Regions from separate parts of the Mus musculus genome. Here all the other regions are linked to region 2. The links are chromatin contacts, called in public Hi-C, HiCAR-type and promoter capture Hi-C maps. All regions are on one chromosome and are shown on one strand. The core of a region is the stretch at or near the end of the contact, and the rest is flanking DNA. Distances in the headings are between cores, read along the strand shown.

Region 1 (3,166 bases), core at 149-2,648, 1.9 Mb after region 2:
AAATGGCTTTGGGGCTACTCTCCCTGCTTCAGGGCTGCAGAACCTTTAGTCACTGCTTCATTTTTTTTTTTCTTTCCCTACTTTGGCTCTGGTCATTCCTAGGCCTACCTATGAACTTACTTGTACACTCAAAAGTATCCTGAGCTTTGTCACTCTGTGGCTTACCAAAAACAAAAGCTGAGATTCTTATTTTATTTATTTAATTGAAAGGAAACAAGCTGAGTCATCTACTGAAGCAGTTCACATCTAACTAGGCTAGTTAACTGAATTCGTTAGGGAGCACCATGACTAAACACTCCACTATATAGTGGGCAGCAGGAGATTAGGGTTGGATATAAGGTAACTAAGGAAAACCGCAGCTTTGTCTTGGTAGCTGTGCCTCCCCACTTTGCAGTTAAACATTCATGAAGCTGAAATTTCTCCTGTTTTGTCATAAACTAAGGGGTCAGGGCACTTTCCCAGTTGCAACCCCTACACTAAGGGAGGGTCTGCATCTTTAAAAGACTGACTTCATCATATAATTTGCATTGTGGTTATGACAGGTTACCTATACTGTTCTTTCATTTACTGAAGATTTACCCCATCATCCATTGGCTTGGGAGAGCCAGACTTTGTAGTGATGTTATGGATAGGCACACAACTCAACAAATGTATGCAGAAAAGGTGAAAAAAAAAAAACACAACCAAACCTGTCAGGGTAGGGTTGTCATACCTGATGGGTGAGTGGAAGAACCTAAACCCCGCCAAAATTTACTAAAAGTTCGTAACAGTGTGGGGAAATCTCTGTATCTGCAGAGGTAGAACAAAGTTTCTGGCTGTTCTAGGTACCGGGGCGACTCGATGCTTCACTGCTTCCTTCAGCTGGAGTAATTCCACCAGCTGCTGTTTTGCTCGTGGTTTTGTTTTCTTCGCCGCTTCTACGTGCTACGCGAGCAGCTATCAGCAGGCAGCCCACTCTCTGTGGCACTGTCCTGAATACTTGAAATCTACTTGCTGTCAGAAACCTCTGGGGGATGAGGGCGAGGACAGCAAGAAGAAACAAATATACGAAATATAAGTAGTGGAATCTTGAATACAAGACACAGTAAAGATATGGAGAGGTGTGGAGAGACTAAGGTAGCTAAGGGGAGGAACTGAGCAAGGGCAAACCTAAGTGGTTAATCCGGAGAGAAAGGGTGGGTACAATAGGTGCTACTTAAAATAAGAGGGTCGGGAGAGCGCCAAACGTCAGACGGCGGAGCCAGGCCTGAATCTGTAATCCCTGATCCTGAGTCTGTGTCACCAGAAGCACAAGTTTCCTAAGAGTCTACAGAAAGATCGCCCGTACAGCGCCTTCAAGGTTACCCAGAGCCCATCCTTCCGCCCAGACGCCGGAAACGGAAGTGACCGCGTTGCACACTTCCGGTCCGGCTCCGGGAGGTGGCAGCGGCGTTGCGGACGGTGAGGAAGCTCTGCTCTGACAGCCTTGGGTGCCTGTGCGGTGGGCGGGGCGCTGGGCCCTCGACTGTGGCACAGTGTACCCCTTAGTGGGTTTGTCCTTGGCGAGGGACAGCATCGGCCGACGTTTCTGGCGGGATGCGACACCCTCTAGTGCGGGTCCCTGGGCGGGTTTGGGTTTGTCCTCGGTGTGCGTCCCTCCCATCTCCTTGGTCGGGGCTGCTTCTACCCTCAGAGTTCCCTTTTGCCCCAGAGGCCGGAAATCTGACAGTCCTCAAGCTGCCATTGGAAGCAGATTTGGTGGCGATCCAGTACAGTTTTTTTAGTTTTTGATTCTCTGTGTTCAGGTTTATGAGTGGACTCTTTCTTGCAAAGCTTTTTTGGTTTTGGGTCAGCTTTCCTTTTGCATCTGGCTTGTAACACTGCCACAGGAGTGCCTTTCACCTGTCAGCTGGAGTGGGGGACTCCATGCCAGAGGGATGGTTTGGTATTATGTTTAATACCTAGTCCTGTAAATAGAATTATACAAGTTTTAATGTTTTGGGAATGCTGAAGATAACATGTCAAACTAAAGCAAAAGAAAAAAAAAAAAGCCCGCAGTGAATCAGTCCTGTTAGAAGTGGTTGTGGAATCCTCTTTCTGTGGCCTGCTCAGATTTCCTGTCTGGGTACGAGTAATTTTATAGTCAGAAGATGAAGATGGTGTTTGCAATGCTGTTCCACTTGAATGAAAATGCAAAGAGAGAAATACACAGGGAGAAGCTACATAACTGGAAATGTACAATGGATTTTAGTGGTTTTCTGAGACTACTTGGGAATAGAGTGAAAGATTCCAGAAGGTAGGTCTTTATCACATCTGTGGCTGTTGAGTAGCTGAAATTAAAGGAAACAGTGTTATTAATTCCCTCATTTGCTGGATAGTCAGCAAATAGCCATTGTAGGTCCATGACTTGGATAGTATTAGATATTAGACTAAAGGGTGATTGACCGGGTACATTTGTGCTTAGGGGAAACAAGCTACTCAAGTAAGGACAATAAATTACCTTTTGCTGTCTTATCTTTGTTTTTAGAAGTGTTCAAAAGTAAGAAGTGGTATCTTGGCCACCCAGAGCAATGGTAAGGGAGTATAAGACTCGTGTTTGCCCACTGGGCTGCTGCTGAAGTGTAGGTAATAGTTGTTGCCTTCCAGTGACTAACTACCCCATGGACTTGGGCAGCACTAGGGTGAGCTCCAGAAATGAAAAGCTGATCTTTTATAGGGCTAAGAATTGTGTTAGAGCTGCCTTTGACATAGTCTTAAGTCCCTGTATAAATACTCTCTGTGTGACTGTCTTACGCCTGTGAGATATCCCTGCTTCTCTCTGTTAAGGTAAAATCTTCTTAGCAATTGAATTCTAAGGATTTGCAGTTTTGTTAAGGAGTTTATGACCCAAGTTCAGCTTTCATTTCTAGTTTGCTAATTTAAATGCCATAGAAATTCTCCATTAGTTGCATGGTGAGCACATGACCTTTGCATGTGGAGTCGTCACTTCATTTTGACATACCCTCTCCTTTGTGTATATAGTGTACCTGTGGTATGACATGTGCAAAGATTCTGCCTGCTTTTTGACAATGAAGGAGACAGACCTGGAGGCTGTTGCAACAGCAGTCCAAAGGGTTGCTGGGATGCTTCAGCGCCCAGACCAACTGGACAAAGTGGAGCAGTATCGCAGAAGGGAAGCTCGGAAGAA
Region 2 (3,304 bases), core at 220-2,719:
AAGCTAGCAGGGAGGACCTTTATATGCCCCACTTCGTGTCTGATGAAAAGTACTAGAAACCTCTTAGGTTCTAGCAGCCCTTTGAAACTGCGTCCCTAAAATACCTATTCCACCAACCTGCTACAGCGCCTGCTCTCACTGACACCGCAATTACAGAAAGAAGAAAAGGATGTGCTCTGTCCTCAGAACAAGGGCCTGCAGAAACAGAGCCTTCAAGGATCATCTGTGTTCAACGAATCATTACTATGCAAAAAAAAAAAAAAAAAAAGAATACCAAATGTAATTTTTATAAAACTAAGCACCAGTTGATATTGTTTCTGTAAAGTATGTCCTACATTCCAAATTTACTCAACACAATTCTGGGGAGTGTGCCCTGTTTAGGAGGTAATCTACTTAGATAAGCTATTGAAAAGTTATTTAACCTCTCTGTTTTCGCATCTGTAAAGTAGTCTAAGTGAAGATTAAGGAGTACATTCCACGTAAAGCATGCTACACAGTAAATATACAGTAAAGCTTAACAGACACTAAACACATACCGCTCTGTATTAGATGTGTAAGGTGTTTTATTACAATTAATCTGTACACAAGGCTGCCAGATATGAGAGTTGAGATTTTAAATAAATAGCATTACTCCTCCTTTTCCTGCCAGAAAATCAACACAAGTGGTGTAATGTACAATTATATATACCTGAAACTTATCAGTGAATAATTTGACTTGAAAATAGAAACGTGCTTCTTCCAGAATTCTCCAAAGGAATCTAGCAATCAAAAAAAGGAACAGCTGATTATTCTATACCCAACAATGTTACTCCGAGCATACATCAATTAACCGCACACTTCACACAGTCCACATCTGTACCTTTTAGAACCGGTCCCTATTGCTACTCCAAAGACAAAGAACAGCCAAGCTGTTCCGTATCTGGAACCTGAAACTTATTAGGCCCGCTCTTCAACCCACATGAGCATAATCCTTACAGGTCGGCAAACGGAGGAAATACGATGAGGGGGGCTTCCTGACTAGGGTTCCGGAACGCAGCAGAAATCCACACCACTACCCAGACCACACACGAGGTGACCTAGCCTAAAGTCCCATATAGGCACAACCCAATCCAATTCAAGTGACAGAATCACTGCCACCTCATCACCGCCAAGTTCACTTTGTCAGCGAACATTCAGCCCCGCACAAAAGGAAGACAGCCCGTAACATCACGCTCATGCTCAGTATTTTCTCCCCCTAAATACCACTTCTACTGCCTTTAGATTTCAACTTCTGCCAAAACCGAAGCGATCAGAACCCACCTGGGCATGTGGGACTGCCACAAAGTACAAGTCTGAACAACGCATGCGCGCTTCCCCAGACATCGCTTGAGTGAGAGGAACTGGCAGAGCTATCATTAGCTCGAAATTTGATTAAAACGGTCTTCACATGGGCTGAGCGCGATTGGTTTTTGCGCATGCGCCTGCCCTTGGCCTGATGGGAGGTGTAGTTTCTAGGTGCCGCTCATATTTACTTCTGTATTTGTAAGCCAAACTTCTAGTCTTGTCCCTAGAGTCCGGCCCCTGCTCATGACTGGAGAGCAGGCTACAGGAGACCCGCTCAGCAGCCGCTTCTGAACGGCCATGCCCGCGATGCTGTTGCTGTTGGTGTCGGTGGTCGCAGCGTTAGCACTCGCAGCACCGGCCCCCAGAACACAGAAGAAAAGGATGCAAGTGAACCAGGCGCCCAACGTGGTGCTGGTCGCCAGTGACTCCTTCGTAAGTACCCAAAGGACGGGGAGCAGACACCGCCCAGAGCCTGTGGAGAAACATCACAGGGAACAGGACCCTGGGGTTGAGAGGTCCCGCATGCGCACACCTGCAAGCACGCATGTGCATACTAATAAAGTAGTAGAAAGAAGCCAGTCTCTAACTCCTGGGCTTTGCTCCTTGAACTTTATTCACTAGACCAGCAATTCTCAACCTGTGGCTCTCGATCCCTTGGGAGAGGTCGAGTCACCTTTTGCAGAAGTCACCTAAGACCATCGGAAATATCAGATATTTACATTACAACTCATACCTAACAAAATTACAGTTATGAAGTGACAACAAAAATAATCGTATGGTTGGGAGAGTCACCATAATATGAGGAACTGTATTAAACTGTTGCAGCATAGAAAGGCTGAGAACCACTAATCTAGACATTCTATACTTGTGTTAGCACTGATTTAAAGAAGTTATTTGTGTATGCATCACCTTAAATTTGATTTAAATTCATATGGAAAGTGAAAGGACCTCGAATTGGGAAGGGGAAAAAAACATGAAAAAGAAGACTGATTTAAAAAAAAAAAAAAAAAGCTTTTAATTTCAAAACTAATGGTAAAGCTACAATAGCCACAATAGTACTTTACATGCAGAACAATAAATATTCAGACCAGTAGAGTAGAATTAAGAGTCCAGAAATAGTCTTATAAACAAGTAGTGCTGGAAAAGTAAATATATACATGGAAAGGAACAAAATTGGGTCCTGCCTTCCACCATGTGTAAAAACAAAAGTTAGTCAATGATTTAAATGTAAAAGCTAAGGCTATAAAACTCCTTCAAGACAATGGAAGTGTAAATTGTCATAATCTTGGTTTAGGCAATTTAAAATGAGCCAAGGATTTGAAAAGACATTCCTACACAGAATATACACAGATAGCCAATAAGCCCATCATAAGAAGCTTAGATTCATTAATCATTAGGGAAATGTAGCTCAAACCAATTGATCCCCATAAGGATAGCCAGAATCAAAAGGCATAAAAATAGGAGGAAGTCATGTGAGATGATATGGGAAGAGCCAAGGGTGGGGAGGAGGGAATGTGGAGGTAAATATGATCAGAGTATGAAACTGTTGTGCTTGGCCTGTTGTTTTTTACAGTTAATATGTCAGTTCTTTAGTACACACACACACACACACACACACACACACCATAAACAATAACCAGAGTTAATGAGAATATGGAGGAATTAGAAACCTCATACACGGCTGTTGAGATGCTTTGTAAAGTGGTGTGGCCACCTTGGAAAACCATTTGACAGTTTTTACAGTGACTAACTATAGAGTTACTATGCAATGCAGCAATTCTATTCCTAGATATGTATGCTTGTGTTTGTGTCCAAGAGAAATGAAAACATAGTCTGCACCAAAGCTTCTACATGACAGGATTATTCTAGAAGATGAGAAGTTAAAACAACCTAGATAGCCATGTACTGGTAAGTGTATAGATGGAATTTGGTAGTATTATTCAGCAACCAGAAAAGAAATCCAAAACTCATGCTTGTTACA
Region 3 (3,014 bases), core at 92-2,591, 1.4 Mb after region 2:
GACTGTGGCCACTGCCTTGGACAAAGTGGTTGGTAAGGTGAGCATACATATACAGACATAACATGAACTTCTCTGCTTATGAGGCTCTGGTTCTAAGAAGCCCATATCGGACAACCCGACATTCAGAAACAATGGATACAGTTTGTGTGTATTTTTGTGAAAAAGCTCATGTTTTGGGAACTTAAAGTGAGAAAAATACTAAAATAATTTTGAAATGTGTATATCTAGTAAATACTTATTGGGCAACTGGCTTCGAAGGCCTGATATCAATGCCAAAGTAATTAAAATGTAAGTTGGTTCAGGCCTTGCCGTCCAGGTTCACAGGTATGAAATCAAAAACGTAAAACTTACATGAGTGCTTGAGTAGGCATTACGCTCAGCTTTGAATGCTCACAACAGCAACCTTGACATTAAGTCACAATCACAGCAATGGTGTGAGTTGCTAGCATGATTCTAGATGTGTTGCCCAGTCCCAGAAACCCCGCACTGGAGGAGCTTCAGATGCCAGTCTGGGAGTGTGCAGAAAGTCGCAGAAAAAGGTAAAAGTCCCTTGAAACATACTGATTTCTTGGATCTTGGGATTCCAGACACATTATTTTAACAAAATTCATAAAAACTTTTTACATAGAAATGCTCACATGTGAAGGAAGGGTTTTGTGATGGGTTACTTGTCTGTTATCTCAGGACCTAACCATCAGCCTGGAAACACCAAGTGTGTATTTATATGAACTACTTTGAAAAATAGATTTAACTAGATATGTTATAACACAAACTTTTAAAGTATATTCAAAATCTGAGGTTTGAGGTTAGCAATTAACTAGCCCATGTTATCAGTAAAAGCTAAATGATCCACATGACAAAAGGTTACCTGGAATTCTGTTATTCATTGGCTTGATTCTGGACTTTCCATAATTATTTTATTTTACTTTACTAGTGATTTATACCCATCTCATTAGGACTAATCAAACCTGACTTATTTTAGGATTTGGCAGGTTTGAAGCATTATAGTTGAGTGTACTATGTGCTGGCCAGATTAAGGAAAGTGTCCGTGTAGAGAAACATTTTATGAGAAAAGGTAAATTCCATCTGAGGCAGGGGATTCACAGGACTGTGAGAGAGACAGGGAGCGGGAGTGGAGCAGCAGCAGGAGCAGGAGTGAGAGCCGGAGCTGAGCGACCTCCCCTTTGATGTAGGGCAGCTGGGATTCCAGGCTTGCAAACACTTTGAGATGTTGAGCAGTTTCAGATGAGGTCTGATCACAGGCACATTCCAGTGTCAGAAAGCAGAGTCCAGAGGTTGCTGGCTGTAAGACTAGAAAGACAGGTTAAGGCTGCTGGGGAGAATGCTGTAGGAGCTTGTGGGTAGTGGCAGGAAGGTGAGGTGGCGTAGGGCTGTTTCGATGGTGCTGGTGAGCCATTATGTGGCTAACTTAGAGCTATAGTAGAAGAAAAGAGGAGAGCTATTCAAAGTTATAGCAGAGACAAAACATTCAGCTTTCAGAAGGTGTTGGCTGAGTAGGGCAGAGGTAAAGAAAATGTACAATGTGCTGGGGCTTCAGAATATGGCATGAGTAGGCTGATAACAGTGAAGCAAGACAAGATAGATGCCACAGTGCCAGGCTTTTGGAGGGGCTCATTCTGTGATCCAAGCACAGGGTCAGCACTGAGACCAAGTGCCTGCTTAGAAGTGGAGTGGCAGATTTACAGCACTGTGCTCGACCTCTGGTTACTTTGAAAGATCAACAGAAGCTTATAGGATATATATGAAGAATGGGCTATGCCTAATTAGGGCTAGACTGAATTTAAATGTTTGGCAGGCTTAAGAAAAGGCATGTAGCAAAGTAATTAATATATTGTGTGGTGCACTGAAAAAGGGAGGAAGTGGGAGAGAGAGGAGGGAATGGAGATAGAGGAGATAGAGAGAAAGGAAAAGATGAGACAGGAAGAGGGAGGGGGAAGAGTTGTGAGTGTGCACACAACTACACAAGGGGGCAGTTAACTCTCTAGGAAGGGGTTCTGGCTTGTACCTGGCACCGTGTTCTTAGCACCAAAGTCATAGCAGTTGTTAATTTGGTATTTAATTATATAGCAAGTGCTTACATCATACTAAGTATTAAACATTAACATAACCTTCACAACCCCTAGGTACCATCATTGTCCTCATATCACTATGAAAACAAGGGACAGGGGAAGTGATTTATAATTTATAATTCGGAAGCACCTGTGTATGTCACGGCTGGTATACAGATTCAGGCAGGCTGAGATCTGCTGCCTGAGTTGATATGTGCAAATGATCCATGGCCCAGGAAGGTCCTAAATGAAATAACCTAACCAATATAATTCCTGCCAAGAGTCCCTGACCCTAGAGGATTTGGCATAGAACACCATCATAAGTCGGGAATATACAGAGTACGTGCTACTGGAAGCAGAAGAAGAGAAGCACAGGGTGGCATGACAAGGGCAGAATCTGAATGCTGCTTTGCTGTGGCAAGTGTGGGAGATAAGAGGTGACACAGTGATGCTCCCCATGGTCATCGTCAGAGATTATGTGTGGACAGACGCAGGACGGTTGCAGGTTGGAAAGTTAGCAGCTGCAGGAACTGCCGTAATTTATAGCCAAAGGAGAAAATATATGAGAAGAATCAAGGAAAGAACAATGAGCTACCAAGGCAAGTGACACAGTTGTCCTGGTGAGCAGAAACAAAGACGCAGGGAACAGAAGCTACCTCAGAAACAACTTGTAGGCTTTCAAGGCCCGGGACAAGTATGGTGGCCAGGCAATCCTGGTGCAGATCAGGGTTTTATCCCTTCCTCTGTAACCCAGGGAGTCACCTCATCTCCACTACTTTCCTTCCTATTCTCCTCTCCATCTTTCCCTTCCTAGCCTCTTCTGCCTCCCTTCCCTCCCCTCTTCTCCCTTCTCTTCAACCTCCATCTTTTCCATATACCAAACAACATTTTAATTGCCTTCTTCATATCTTTCCTTGGACTTATTATGTACTTAAACCAATCTAT
Region 4 (3,117 bases), core at 241-2,740, 1.8 Mb after region 2:
GAAAGCTTAGAACAGACCTGGTTAAGAGGAAACTAAACCTGAGATAGGGCAAGGAGATAGATGGTGGCACCTGGAAGACAACTACCTGTAAGCTGTTGCAGAAGGTGGTCTCTTTGGGACTGGACCTTTATAGCATTCCAAAGTCAGCAAACAGCTGGTAGAGTCCCGGATTCAGCAGCCTCGGGTCTGCTGAAGTTTCTCTGTACTGGAAAACTTCCAGTTCAAGTAGGAAAATTATGATTAATATTTTTGTATTTCTGGTAAAGAGAAAAGGAGCCAGAGAGAGGACAGAATAAAAATAGATCTCAGATTCTAAATAAAAGAACCAGAAAAGTCTAAAAGATTATTCAAAAGTGAGATGAACAGTTTATGAGAAATTATAAAAAATGAATTCGCCAAATCCTGGAAAAAAAATCTACCTTTCTTAAAGAATTTTGTAGATTTTGAGGTAAATGTCAAAGCTATAAGATGTTTCTTTGAGCAATTTGAAAGTCTCTTAAGATGTCCTAAGAACAAGAGAAATGGAGCAGAAAACGATACAGTTGGGACTTGATCAGATCTATAGCTGTGCTAAATAATGGATGATTATCCACATGGAAGTTTCAGATGTACAAGGCCATACTCTTGGCCCTTGGTCTCTTCACCCTCTTCTTTAGTTATGGGGTAAACAAACCCCCCATAAAGACAGCATAGCAGTTCTTATTATAAGTCTGTCCCTGGATGAGGACTACAGGAAGGCTGGAATAATCCTATGGCAGAACGGAGTAATCTGTATCTTGAGCTATTCACAGTATTCAGATTTAGGTGGAAGGATGGCCTGACAGCCCGTGAATGTGACCGGTTGGTAGTTGCCCCAATGCTATGCATTTTCCCATTTAGGGACATTCCAAACTATAAAAGCACCATAGAATTAGTATCTAGAACGAAAGAAGGAATACTTATAATTAAAAGGAGTAACCACCAAAAGTACAGAAGTCCAAGTAAGGGGTGGAGAAAACACAGCTCTCACCTCAGGACCAAACCTCACTCGGGCCATTTACAAATGAAGTCACTGCAAACCTAGGGAGGCTGGGCATAAACCGATATAAGCAAGTGGGAAGGCAAGAAGGTGTAGTATGGACAGACGGACAAACTCCAGAGTGCACAAAATGCACTTTGCGTTTCCGCCGAGGACTTCATGCGGTTGGTGCACATCACATTCGCACTAAATACTAATGCAGACGTAAAGGGAAGCCGTCGGTCCAAGTGAAAGCTTTCACCACTTTCCGTTACAGGTCGAGGCGTTTTGTAAGCTTGGGTCGGCCCCTCATGGCGTGGTCTCTTCTGAGCTCACCCGCCGCAGCTTCGGGCTGAGACACACAGGAGGGCGGAGCGGGGTGGGGCTGAAAAGGAAAGGGACACCCAAGGCCGGGCAAGAGTAGGAGGCGGAGCTCAGACTAACCCCAAGGCCCTCCAGACGTTGCGTGGCAACGGACCACGCCTGCCAAGTGACTCAAAGGTGCGCGCTTCCGTTGTTCCCAGGAAGTTGTGGGCTCCTGGTCCTGCCCCATAACTGAGGCGGAAGCATAGCTTGTGGAGCTGGGCCGCGTTGCCGCTGTGCATCAGCCCATGGCTGCCTACTCCTACCGCCCAGGCCCGGGTGGTGGCCCCGGCCCTGCTGCTGGAGCTGCACTGCCAGACCAGAGCTTCCTGTGGAACGTCTTCCAGCGGTAAGGCCAGCGCCGCTCAGCTCCTTCGGCCCTTGGGTCGGTCCTCAGTTTTCAGGGCCTATTCTCCAGTCCTCCCTCTCCCCAGCCCTTCATCCCCCGACCTCCTTCCCAGTCCTTCCTACTCCCCTCCATCCCCGACTTTCTCTCTTCTACAATAGCACAGGGTTCAGGGTCATGTTGGCAGTGACTTTGCCCAGGGCCGAAGGGCGCGGAACAGTCGCCCTACAGGGTCAGGTGCTTGCGTTAGAAACAGGACAAATCTTGAATCAGGAAAACGGCATCAGTGAAAAGAGCTGGCTGCTATTGCATGTCTTCTGTCCCTGGCCGTCCTTCTGAATGACTGATTGTCTTTCCACTGACTCGTGCCAAAGAATGACTTATTCGTCCTAGAGAATCTTTCTTTACCTATTATGATGAACTGGTGCAGGTATAAATTAAGCAGACTTGAAGAGCTAACAGAAAGCTTGAAAGGAATAGAGAAAAGATGACTCAACCCCTCCTACTGCTTCTGGTTGTTCATTAGTCTCTGGCACACCTGGGGGCGTGTGACATTCCAGCTGAGCAAAGAGGAAGGTCTGGCCAGAGTAACATTCCAGACCTAGTGTAGATTGATGAAAATGATGTCTTGGCTATGTTTTATTTTTAATACTTCCTTTACATTTAATCACCAGCTTACCTGTTTTCTGTTTGTTTGTTTGTTTGTTTGTTTTTGTAGGGTTGATAAAGACAGGAGTGGAGTGATTTCAGACAATGAGCTTCAGCAAGCATTATCCAATGGTGAGTTGAAGCCTGATTCATTCACAGTAAGCAGTTTCCTTCCTGGAATTATTTCCAAAGAAGTCCTTAAGACTAAATTGCCATTACCGGTATAAGGTAAAGGTGTTTGCTAAGCTTCTGTGTTTGTATTTTCTTAATTATCATTGCTGCCTTACCGAGCTCCAGAACAAATGTATGTGAGCCTCTGAAATGGGAGCTATAGTGTAGACCTTGCCCAAGAGTGAAAAAGGTTAGCTCTGTGCAACAGAGGTCCCTCACTTATCTAGAAGGCCTTTGACCTGCTATCAGTCTTAGCAACTGTTCTGAAGAGGATCATCGGGGACACTGACAAATTGTCAGGTGACATTTAGAAGTAATTGCTTAGTTTTTGAAAGGCTTCAAGATGGTCCTTAGGTACTTTTGTGGAAGTATGTTTGCTATAAGAACTGCTAAAACTTGCCGGGCGGTGGTGGCGCATGTCTTTAATCCCAGCACTCAGGAGGCAGAGGCAGGCGGATTTCTGAGTTGGAGGCCAGCCTGGTCTACAAAGTGAGTTCTAGGATAGCCAGGGCTATACAGAGAAACCCTGTCTCGAAATAACAAAAAAAAAAAAACAAAAAAACAAACAAAAAAAACCCTGCTAAAACTTAAA
Region 5 (2,970 bases), core at 448-2,947, 1.6 Mb after region 2:
CAGGGAATTCCAGGTTCTTGCATAGCCCCCTTATGACTTTCCTTGGGGCAGGAAGGAAGATGCTGATACTATGAAAAAGAGGACTGGGAAGGCAGATGAGAGAAGAGACAGGAGCTGATTTCACATAGCACAGCAAAATCTTTGTGCTAACCCTGAGCCTAACCCTAAACCTGTAACCCTAACCACTCTAACCCTAATCTAAACAATCTTTATCTTAATTCTAACCCTCTAATCCCCTAACTCTAACCCTGTATCCTGTAAGGGAGTTTTCTTAATTATTTCTTTTGAAGTGAGAAACCCTTGCTATATCTTGGTCTTTTGAGAGTTTAAGATCCACCTTTAATCCAGGCTACACATTCTTTCTGAAACCTACATACATAAAGGACCTTAAACAGGAAAGTTCTTTCAAATTGTCTACTTCTTTCCCTATATTTTTTAGCAAGGTGTTTTGTTTGTTCATTCATTCGTTTTGTTTTGTTTCTAAACTGCATTAGTAAGTACGTATTTCTTCAGAATTATGGTAAGTTCTCAAGATCTGCTGAGATATCAAGCAATGTGAACTCAACAAGTCCTTGATTTTTCTTGTTTCCCTTGGCAATGAACGTGCTCAGCCATTATTGGGCTAGGAGGACCACTGTCTGTGAGACATTCTATTAATCCCCTTTCTACATACATAGAGAAATTCGTCCTATGAGATGAGGTACATTTATCTGTACTAATTAATACAAGTGTGGTTTGTCTCCACCCTGCCACTGAGGAAGATGCGCTGGCTAACAACAGTGCTCTACACTGTTTGTCATCTCTTTCCTGCTTTTCTCCCAAGGTTGTTTCATACCTTTTTGGTGAAAAGGACCTGCAGTTTCCCTGAAGCCAGCATCAAGCTACAAAACAAAACTCTTGTATCCTAAAATCCTCTTTCATATTAATATCCTGGGCATCCTTCCACTGGTGAGCCAGAATGATACCTCCACTCTCAGTTCATAAAAGGCTATCCACCTTGATTTCAGGAAGAAGGGAAAGTGCTGTGAGGAAAGCTCAAGCAAGCCAGGAAGTAGGTCATGGTGAGTGCAGGACCACTGTCAAAACGGGAAGTAGGGGGCAGCTGAACAGCCTGAGCTCCCAAGGCTTGGAGGATAGACACAAATGCTACTGGAGAGCAAGTCAGACCAGAGATCTGGAAAAGGTCTGACCCGGGACTGCAAGCTCTATTTAACCCTGAGGAGGGGTAAGACTCACTGGCCCATCAAGGCCCCCAGGCGGACCTGCAAGTCAGACAATGAGGGTTGTTTAGGGTGGCTTCCTGCCGGTTCGTTTTGTTGTGCAGGCATGAATAGTCCTTTCTGTCCTGCTTTGAGTACTGCGTTGGGTGCGGTGGGGGACCTTAAGCGAGCTCCGAAATTGAGACATGGTGAGTGCTAGATCACTGCCCACAAAGGGGAGGAGCAGGCGGATGAACAGCCTGAGCGACGATAGTGGATCCTCTTCCAGGGCTGCATGGGACCACAGATAGATGAGGCTCTAGGAGGACAGACACCAAAAGCTACCCGAATGCAAACGACTCCCGAGATCTGTAAAAGGACCTGCCCCGGACAGGAAGCACACTTTAAACTAGAGGAGGGGTAAGACTCGCTGGCCAATCAAGGCTTCCGGGCGGAACTGCCAGTCACACAACGACTCGGTTTCTTCCGGAAGCCTTACTGGAAGTTTGTTTTTTGCTGTACAGGCTTGAATGTTTCTCCGTGTCTTCTTTGAGCGCTGCTATTGGGTGCTGTGAGGGGACGTCAAGTAAGCTCCGTTTTTGAAACATGGTGAGCGCATGGTTACTGTCTATAATGGATAGGGGCAGGTGGCTGAGCAGTGGGAGCTGAGGTGGTGGGTCCTCTCTGGGGCTGGATGGGAAGCCTCAGCCAGATGTAACCAGATGTGGCCAATTGTGCGGACCTTTGTGATGCTCCTCACTTGCTAAAACAGGCGGTGAACTCTGAATAACATCAGTATCAGGGCTGAATCAGCTCAAAACATTAGGATTAGGGGCTTGCTTGTAGAAATATCACGGGCAGGATGCCAAACATGGAAAGCCCTAGTTTCTCTTGAATCTTCTATAAGTTTTGCCCCCAGCATTTACCTATTAAGTATAAGATCCATTTGTAGTTAATTTTGTGGAGCTGTTAAAAGGCATCTCATGTGTTGGGTAGCACTCCCATGTTAAGCTGAGATGTAGAAGAGTAGAATTGATGATGTAAAGGGTTTACCAAGCTTAGGAAATAGTGACAGTAAGTAGCATTTAGCTGATGGAGGACTGTGTCAAAAACACCCCACAGGTTAGTATGCTAAGCAGGCCGGTTAGAGACTAGGATGCTAGGATTCACATGTTAGCTCACCAGGTTTGTCTACACAGCTGGCTCCAAACTATAACAAAGGAGAGACAACTGTGATGTACAATCAGCCACTTGGCCCATGCTCAAAGCAAAAAGCAGGTCTGTAACAAGCTGCTCAATCCATCCTTAACAGAGTCACAACCAACATGAAGGCCTGGTGTGCCTAAAGCTCCCATTGTCTAATTGAGAAAAGCATTGTTCTGCCACTCCACTGGTTGACATCCATTTGAGAAGGAAAAACACCTATGTGCTTGCAGACAGGAGCTGAGCATGGCTGTCCTCTGAGAGTCTCTACCAGTAACTGAGACAGATGCAGATACTTACAGCCAACCAATGGACTCCAGTCAGGGACCCTATGGAAGAGTTAGGGGAAGGATTGAAGGAGCTATAGGGGATGCCAGTCCCTTAAGAAGACCTATAGTATCATGTAACCTAGACCCCCGGGAGCTCAGAGAGACCAAGCCATCAACCAAAGAGAATACATGGGCTGGTCCATGGTCCCAGGAACATATGTAGCAGAGGACTGCTAATCTGTACCGAATAGGAGACTATACACCTAATCTTGTAGACTTGATTCCCCCGGGAAGAAGAA
Region 6 (3,151 bases), core at 576-3,075, 1.6 Mb after region 2:
TTTTTTTAATTCTCATTTTTGGAAATTTCCATCCTAATCTATATATGAATCCTTCTTTATTAAAACTATTTCTTTCTTTCGATCATTCTAACATTTTATATTTGTTAATATCATAAGATACAATAAGTTTAACAAATAAATTCACATTCTACTATGACAACATTTATTCAGGGGTGGGGAACAAGGTATGTTTATCCCCTCTTTCTAAGTTCTCAATGGCACCACATCTCAAAATTATCATAGTTCAATGAAAGATGTCAGTGAGTTCACTGGGTTTACATACACAAAATTGACAAGGTGTTTCTTATGCGACTATGGATATTCTAAATCAGTCACATTAAAAAGGCCTTCCTCGGGCTGGAGCAATAGCGCAGTTGTTAAGAGCATGCACTGCTCTTCCAGAGGACCTCAGTTCAATTCCCAGTAAGCACATGGTGGCTTGCAACCATCTATAATGGAATCCAACGCCTTCTTCTGGTGTATCTGAGGACAGCTACAGTGTATATTCATGGACATTAAAAAAAAATCTTAAAAAAATGCCTTACTAGCACTTAGTAACTTATACTTGTCTGTTGGGATCTGTGAATATCAAAGTCATTGTATCCTTTGTTAGTATGCCACTTTTGGAGGTATGTGGATGGGAAAACTTTTAGGTTCTTTTGAGGAGCCATTAAATCTGTAAGGTAGAAGTTACTAGAATCAGAACAAAACAAAACATTAAGATGCAAAACGAATACTTTGTAAGTCTGATATTTCTTCTTTGTGTAATAGGGATACTATTGACTCGGTGGGACCATCAAGAATAATGGTGCCTACCATTTGATCTTGAACCATGTGGTTATATTACCTAAAGACCTGGTAAAATTAAATGGTCTATGCTTTATATCATTATCAAAAAAAGACACCAAGCCCCATGATTGCTTACATTTTAAGAGGATTCCCTAGGTGAAATTTAAAACAACAACTGAAGAAATAGTGGTTTTCTGTTGTATGAGAACTGGGCCCCTGAGTAAAGTAAACCTATTTCCCATCAGGGAATTCCGGGTTCTTGCATAGCCCCCTTATGACTTTCTTTGGGGCAGGAAGGAAGATGCTGATAGTATGAAAAAGAGGACTGGGAAGGCAGATGAGAGAAGAGACAGGAGCTGATTTCACATAGCACAGCAAAATCTTTGTGCTAACCCTGAGCCTAACCCTAAACCTGTAACCCTAACCACACTAACCCTAATCTAAACACTCTTTATCTTAATCCTAACCCTCTAATCCCCTAACTCTAACCCTGCATCCTGTAAGGGAGTTTTCTTAATTATTCCTTTTGAAGTGAGAAACCCTTGCTATATCTTGGTCTTTTGAGAGTTTAAGATCCACCTTTAATCCAGGCTACACATTCTTTCTGAAACCTACATACATAAAGGACCTTAAACAGGGAAGTTCTTTCAAATTGTCTACTTCTTTCCCTACATTTTTTAGCAAGGTGTTTTGTTTGTTCATTCATTCATTTTGTTTTGTTTTTAAACTGGCATTAGTAAGTACGTATTTCTTCAGAATTCTGGTAAGTTCTCAAGATCCGCTGAGATATCAAGCAATGTGAACTCAACAAGTCCTTGATTTTTCTTCTTTCCCTTGGCAATGAATGTGCTAAGCCATTATTGGACTAGGAGGACCACTGTCTGTGAGACATTCTATTAATCCCCTTTCTACATACATAAAGAAATTCGTCCTATGAGATGAGGTACGATTATCTGTACTAATACAACTGTGGTTTGTCTCCACCCTGCCACTGAGGAAGATGCGCTGGCTAACAACAGTGCTCTACACTGTTTGTCATCTCTTTCCTGGTTTTCTCCCAAGGTTGTTTCATACCTCTTTGGTGAAAAGGACCTGCATTTCCCCTGGTCCAGCATCAAGCTACAAAACAAAACTCTTGTATCCTAAAATCCTCTTTAGTGTTATTATCCTGGGCATCCTTCCACTGGTGAGCCAGATTGATAACTCCACTCCCAGTTTAGTAAAAGGCTAGCGACCTTGATTTCAGGAAGAAGGGGAAGTGCTGTGAGGAAAGCTCAAGCAAGCCAGGAAGTAGGTCATGGTGAGTGCAGGACCACTGCTACAACGGGAAGGAGCAGGCGGCTGAACAGCCTGAGCTGAAATGCTGTCTCCACTCCCACCGCTCGGAGGATAGACACAAATGCTAATGGAGAGCAAGTCAGACCAGAGATCTGGAAAAGGTCTGACCCAAGACTGGAAGCTCTATTTAACCTTGAGGAGGGGTAAGACTCATTGGGCAATCTAGGGCCCCAGGCGGATCTGCCAGTCAGACAATGAGGAGGGTTCTTCCGGGTGGCTTGCTGCACGTTCGTTTTGGAATGCAGGAGTGAATAGTCCTTTCCGTCCTGCTTTGAGTAATGCTGTTGGGTGCCATTGGGGACCTTAAGCGAGCTCCGAAGTTGAGACATGGTGAGTGCGAGATCACTGCCCACAAAGGGGAGGAGCAGGCGGATGAACAGCCGGAGCTGCAATGGTGGATCCTCCTCAAAGTCGGCCTGGGACCACAGATAGAGGAGGCTCTAGGAGGATAGGCACAAATGCCACCCGAATGCAAACCACTCCCGAGATCTGTAAAAGGACTGGACCGGGACAGGAAGCACACTTTAATCTAGAGGCGGGGTAAGACTCGCTGGCCAATCAAGGATTCCAGGGCGAACTGCCAGTCAGACAATGAGGCGGGGTCTTCCGGATGCCTTGCTGGAAGTTTGTTTTTGCTCTACAGGATTGAACCGTCTCTGTGTCTTGCTTTGAGCGCTGCTGTTGGGTGCTGTGAGTGGACCTCAAGTAAGCTCCGTTTTTGAAACATGGTAAGCGCATGGTTACTGTCTATAATGGGTAGGGGCAGGTGGCTGAGCAGTGGGAGCTGAGGTGGTGTGTCCTCTCTGGGGCTGTATGGGAAGCCTCAGCCAGATGTAACCAGATGTGGCCAATTGTGCGGTCCTTTGTGATGCTCCTCACTTGCTAAAACAGGCGGTGAACTCTGAATAACATCAGTATCAGGGCTGAATCAGCTCAAAACATTAGGATTAGGGGCTTGCTTGTAGAAATTTCACGGGCAGGATGCCAAACTTGGAGAGCCCTAGTTTCTCTTGAATCTTCTATA
Region 7 (3,359 bases), core at 522-3,021, 1.3 Mb after region 2:
TCAATGGAGGAGCTAGAGAAAGTAACCAAGGAGCTAAAGGGATCTGCAACCCTATAGGTGAAACAACAATATGAACTAACCAGCACCCCCCGGAGCTGCATATATATCAGAAGATGGCCTAGTCGGCCATCAGTGGAAAGAGAGGCCCATTGGTCATGCAAACTTTATATGCCTCAGTACAGGGGAACGCCAGGGCCAAGAAGTGGGAATGGGAGGGTGGGGGAGTGGGTGGGGGAGCGTGTGGGGGACTTTTGGGATAGCATTGAAACTGTAACTGAAATAAATACCTAATAAAAAATAAAATAAAAACAGAGATTATTTCTTTTTAAATATATATTGATGAAGATCCAGTTCTATACAGAATGATGAGTGGGTCTTCAGCCCATGGTTTAGAACTGGGTAATGTAGTGGTGGCTGATTTCTGACTGCAACATAAAATTAATGAAACAAATTTTAACCAGGAGTAAATCACTCAGTTGCTATGTGCAAACAGGAGGTAGAATTTCTTATTCAACGTGACTTAAAGAATTTTAAATGGCTACAATGCACACAGCACAGCATTGAGCCTGATGCCTAATACACGCCTATGGTACTTTTCCTTTAGGTCCATGCTCTTTCCCAACATTGAACTTTAATCTCACTCAAATGGGCAATAAGCTGAAACATCCTTATAGCTGAAAGTAGCAGTGAGAAGTGTCAGTGTTGGCTTCATAGATATAATAGCCAAGTTTGTTAATGAAAGCATCCCAGATAGCCGATTGACCGGAAAGACAATAGGAAACCTGGAGTGCCCTGCATAGCATTTACCAACTTAGGAGAATACTTCAGACAAAGTAAATCATGGTATAATTTACTATAAATAACAAAATAAAAATAGGCAGGCCTTTTACTTAGGAGAGAAAACAAAAATTTTAAATATACAAACTGTGGCCATTTGTTGATATCCCTATGGAAACCCCTAAAAGATGATTCAGGGGCATCAGCAAAATTGGAGGCTAAAATGCCTTATACTAATTTAAAGATGGCTACTTTCTGGATCAAAGCAGTCATACCCAATGATTCCTTAAAGTGGAAGGTCCTGTGAAAAATGTAAATTGTTTACCCTACACAGATTGATTGTGTCCTCAACCATAAATTACATCATATACAATATACCTTTTTGTTTTCTTTGTTTTTTGAGACAGAGACTCAGTGTGTAATGAAATTTTCCAATTTGATCTGAAACTTACTATGCAGCCCAAGCTGACCTCAAACTTATGATTTCTGCTTCCAAAAGGCCAGGTGTCAGGTGAGCACTATCATGCCCAGGTTTAAGATTTGTCTTTAAACTTCCTGAGACTGAGCTAGTACACCAGACTGCCAACTGATCCTCTTTCACCATGCTGAGCACCTGGGGTAGAGGCATGTGCTGCCACATCTACCCACCCAAGCAGTAATGTCAGGGCCGTTCTCTGTCTTCTACAGTGAGTGCATCTTACAGTCCACAGAATCCAATCACAATAATACCACTTTTCCCCATCAGCTAAAGACAACCAAACACATGGAAATTAAGATGGATACTGTTAAAGCATATGTGGTACTAAGTATTGTGTGCCAGGAAATGTTCATGAACCCCAAAAAGACAACCAAGGAGCCAAATCCGATGCAACCACTGTAGGGGCTCTTTATTCAGGTTTGAGCTTGTGCTCCCTGCCAACTGAAACACAGCAGGAAGGTGGAGCCCCAAACCCAGTTTCAGGCAAGCCTTTATAAAGGCAGGAAGTGGGTATCTAGCCTGATACACATCTGATTGGGGGGTGATTATGGCCTATAACCTAACTGGCTGGTGCTGGTAGTCACACTGTGAAGTCAACTTTTGTTTTCCTCCTGATTTGTGGTTGTTCAGAAGTTAAGTGTCAGGGGCAGACTTGTAACCTGGAGGTACAGATTTGTTGGGGAATAACCTGGAAACTGGTGCTAGACACAAGTTTTGTCCGGGTGGGAGTAACCTGGAAACTGGAGAGAGATACTAGCCTATTAGTTAACTTGAGTTCAACCTTAAGTCAGGTTCACTAAGATGGAGTCTAAGCCCAAAAGATTTAGTCTCCCCCCCCCCCCCGATATCTCTGGTCCAGCCTAGGTTATATCATCTTTTGAATATTTAAGGTGGTCAGGGAGTGTAGGATCCCCTGGACGTAGGGAATTCAAAACAAGAGAGATTGTTCAGATCCCCTTATCCCTGTAAAATGATGGCACTAGAGACTTGTAATATACCAGCCAGATTTATAACAATAAATCTCCAGCCCCCAAATGCTCGTGCAAAGAACATAAAACTCAATTGATATAAATAGAAGCTGCACACCTAGATTGGGCATCTGTGCCCTATACTGCTCATCTATGCCCATCTATGAAATCCCTAGCTACCTGAGGCTCCTTCAGGCCACATGGTCTCTCTCATCTTGACTCATCTGATCCTCTCTAAGACTTTCAGCTTTGCCTTTTCCTTCCAGTGCCCAATCACAGGCTCTAGCCTTATCTGATCAGTTAAGATTTCACCTGACCTCACCCCTCCCTCCCAAACAGCAATCCACAACAGAACCATGACACTGTACCATCTAGGCCTTAATATTTTACCTAGGTTCCAACAGTTATATTGAATAAACTTCTTTTATTTTGTCTTCCAGGAAGGAAGGAAGGAAGGAAGGAAGGGAGGGAGGGAAGGAAGGAAGGAAGGAAGGAAGGAAGGAAGGAAGGAAGGAAGGAAGGAAAATAGTCAAGGAAAGAATACATGTCTAATTTGTTTTATAATGTATTTTTGTGTAATGACCTGGAAAGAATTTCTGTATAATTTTAATAGTGATAACTGCCAAATTATAATATTCCTAATGTTTTTCTTTGTTTTTTCTAAAAGCATTATTAATGAAAGATCCCCAAAGCAATATTTTAATGGACACTTTAAAGAACATGGGTGTTCCCCAAACCAAAGACAAACAAACAAACAAACAAAATGAGTAGCCAGAGGCACAGTCACATTTGAGTCACATTCTGACATTTCAGACATGTATATAATATATTTCAACTACAGTTATCCATACTCTTTGAAGTGGTTACAAAATAAAATACCTTTTACTGAGTGGTAGTTGCTCACACTTTTTTGTTTCATGGACTCTTCTTGTTCAAAGTCTCTGTTTGTGTTGTAATTAGTATTATAAATATCTTTAATTCCTCTGTGTCACTATTGCATTTGCTTGAAGACTTAAGTAACCCCTGTAAAATAATTAAGCCAATCATTGTGAGCTAATACCCCTAAATAAGCAAATAGGCTTATTACCTCCATACGACGTTGTGGCTTTGTTTCCTTTGTGCAAGTACTATTTCTA

Evidence for each region. Promoter capture Hi-C pulls out the DNA fragments that hold promoters and counts their contacts. A called contact is a pair of places that touch in the nucleus more often than the background predicts. HiCAR-type assays count read pairs that join an accessible place to other places.
Region 1: a promoter capture Hi-C map of liver shows a contact between it and region 2, with 2.6 times the contacts expected there. The contact joins the promoter of Exoc3 here to the promoter of Arsk in region 2. A contact is called at or near these places in 4 of 39 promoter capture datasets (the 3T3-L1 cell line, liver and pre-B cells), 1 of 484 Hi-C or Micro-C datasets (CD8 T cells) and 2 of 9 other capture datasets (adipose tissue and liver).
Region 3: a contact with region 2 is called in a promoter capture Hi-C map of stem cell-derived epiblast-like cells, with 3 times the contacts expected there. The contact joins the enhancer-like site here to the promoter of Arsk in region 2. A contact is called at or near these places in 9 of 39 promoter capture datasets (the 3T3-L1 cell line, cranial neural crest, frontonasal cranial neural crest and 5 more) and 1 of 9 other capture datasets (liver).
Region 4: a promoter capture Hi-C map of liver shows a contact between it and region 2. The contact joins the promoter of Pdcd6 here to the promoter of Arsk in region 2. A contact is called at or near these places in 8 of 39 promoter capture datasets (the C10 cell line, cranial neural crest, hippocampal neurons and 4 more), 2 of 484 Hi-C or Micro-C datasets (CD8 central memory T cells and pre-B cells) and 2 of 9 other capture datasets (adipose tissue and pancreatic islet).
Region 5: a contact with region 2 is called in a HiCAR-type map of astrocytes, with 3 times the contacts expected there. The contact joins the promoter of Zfp825 here to the promoter of Arsk in region 2.
Region 6: a promoter capture Hi-C map of hippocampal neurons shows a contact between it and region 2, with 4 times the contacts expected there. The contact joins the promoter of E430024I08Rik here to the promoter of Arsk in region 2. A contact is called at or near these places in 1 of 39 promoter capture datasets (hippocampal neurons), 1 of 484 Hi-C or Micro-C datasets (B cells) and 1 of 115 datasets of contacts at active chromatin or transcription factors (large pre-B cells).
Region 7: a contact with region 2 is called in a Hi-C map of CD4 T cells, with 2.5 times the contacts expected there. The contact joins the enhancer-like site here to the promoter of Arsk in region 2. A contact is called at or near these places in 8 of 39 promoter capture datasets (the 3T3-L1 cell line, the C10 cell line, embryonic stem cells and 4 more), 1 of 484 Hi-C or Micro-C datasets (CD4 T cells) and 1 of 115 datasets of contacts at active chromatin or transcription factors (astrocytes).

What each region holds. Positions count from the first base shown.
Region 1 is chr13:74,206,932-74,210,097 of GRCm38.p6, reverse strand. It overlaps Exoc3 (exocyst complex component 3), which reads left to right and starts at 1,398. Exons shown (of 13, transcript NM_177333.4): 1 at 1,398-1,440; 2 at 3,001-3,166. The coding sequence starts at 3,018.
Region 2 is chr13:76,096,825-76,100,128 of GRCm38.p6, reverse strand. Arsk (arylsulfatase K) reads left to right here and starts at 1,469. Exons shown (of 8, transcript NM_029847.4): 1 at 1,469-1,755. The coding sequence starts at 1,621. Ttc37 (tetratricopeptide repeat domain 37) reads right to left here and starts at 1,395. Exons shown (of 44, transcript NM_001081352.2): 1 at 1,300-1,395; 2 at 689-758.
Region 3 is chr13:74,741,653-74,744,666 of GRCm38.p6, reverse strand. It overlaps Cast (calpastatin), which reads left to right. Exons shown (of 31, transcript NM_009817.4): 8 at 1-37. Among named protein-coding and RNA genes, the nearest start is that of Cast, 65 kb to the left of the region's middle. Within about 2 kb of position 1,341, at least 27 of the 459 cell types and tissues checked have an H3K27ac peak or open chromatin away from gene starts, as enhancers often do. A contact at or near this core is called in stem cell-derived epiblast-like cells, where this site is marked.
Region 4 is chr13:74,315,699-74,318,815 of GRCm38.p6, reverse strand. Pdcd6 (programmed cell death 6) reads left to right here and starts at 1,490. Exons shown (of 6, transcript NM_011051.3): 1 at 1,490-1,709; 2 at 2,425-2,486. The coding sequence starts at 1,609.
Region 5 is chr13:74,492,688-74,495,657 of GRCm38.p6, reverse strand. It overlaps Zfp825 (zinc finger protein 825), which reads left to right and starts at 1,697. Exons shown (of 5, transcript NM_001377115.1): 1 at 1,697-1,808.
Region 6 is chr13:74,462,286-74,465,436 of GRCm38.p6, reverse strand. E430024I08Rik (a long non-coding RNA gene) reads left to right here and starts at 1,825. Exons shown (of 8, transcript XR_003950546.1): 1 at 1,825-2,228; 2 at 2,771-2,855.
Region 7 is chr13:74,844,488-74,847,846 of GRCm38.p6, reverse strand. No RefSeq gene overlaps it. Among named protein-coding and RNA genes, the nearest start is that of Cast, 38 kb to the right of the region's middle. Within about 2 kb of position 1,771, at least 19 of the 459 cell types and tissues checked have an H3K27ac peak or open chromatin away from gene starts, as enhancers often do. A contact at or near this core is called in embryonic stem cells, where this site is marked.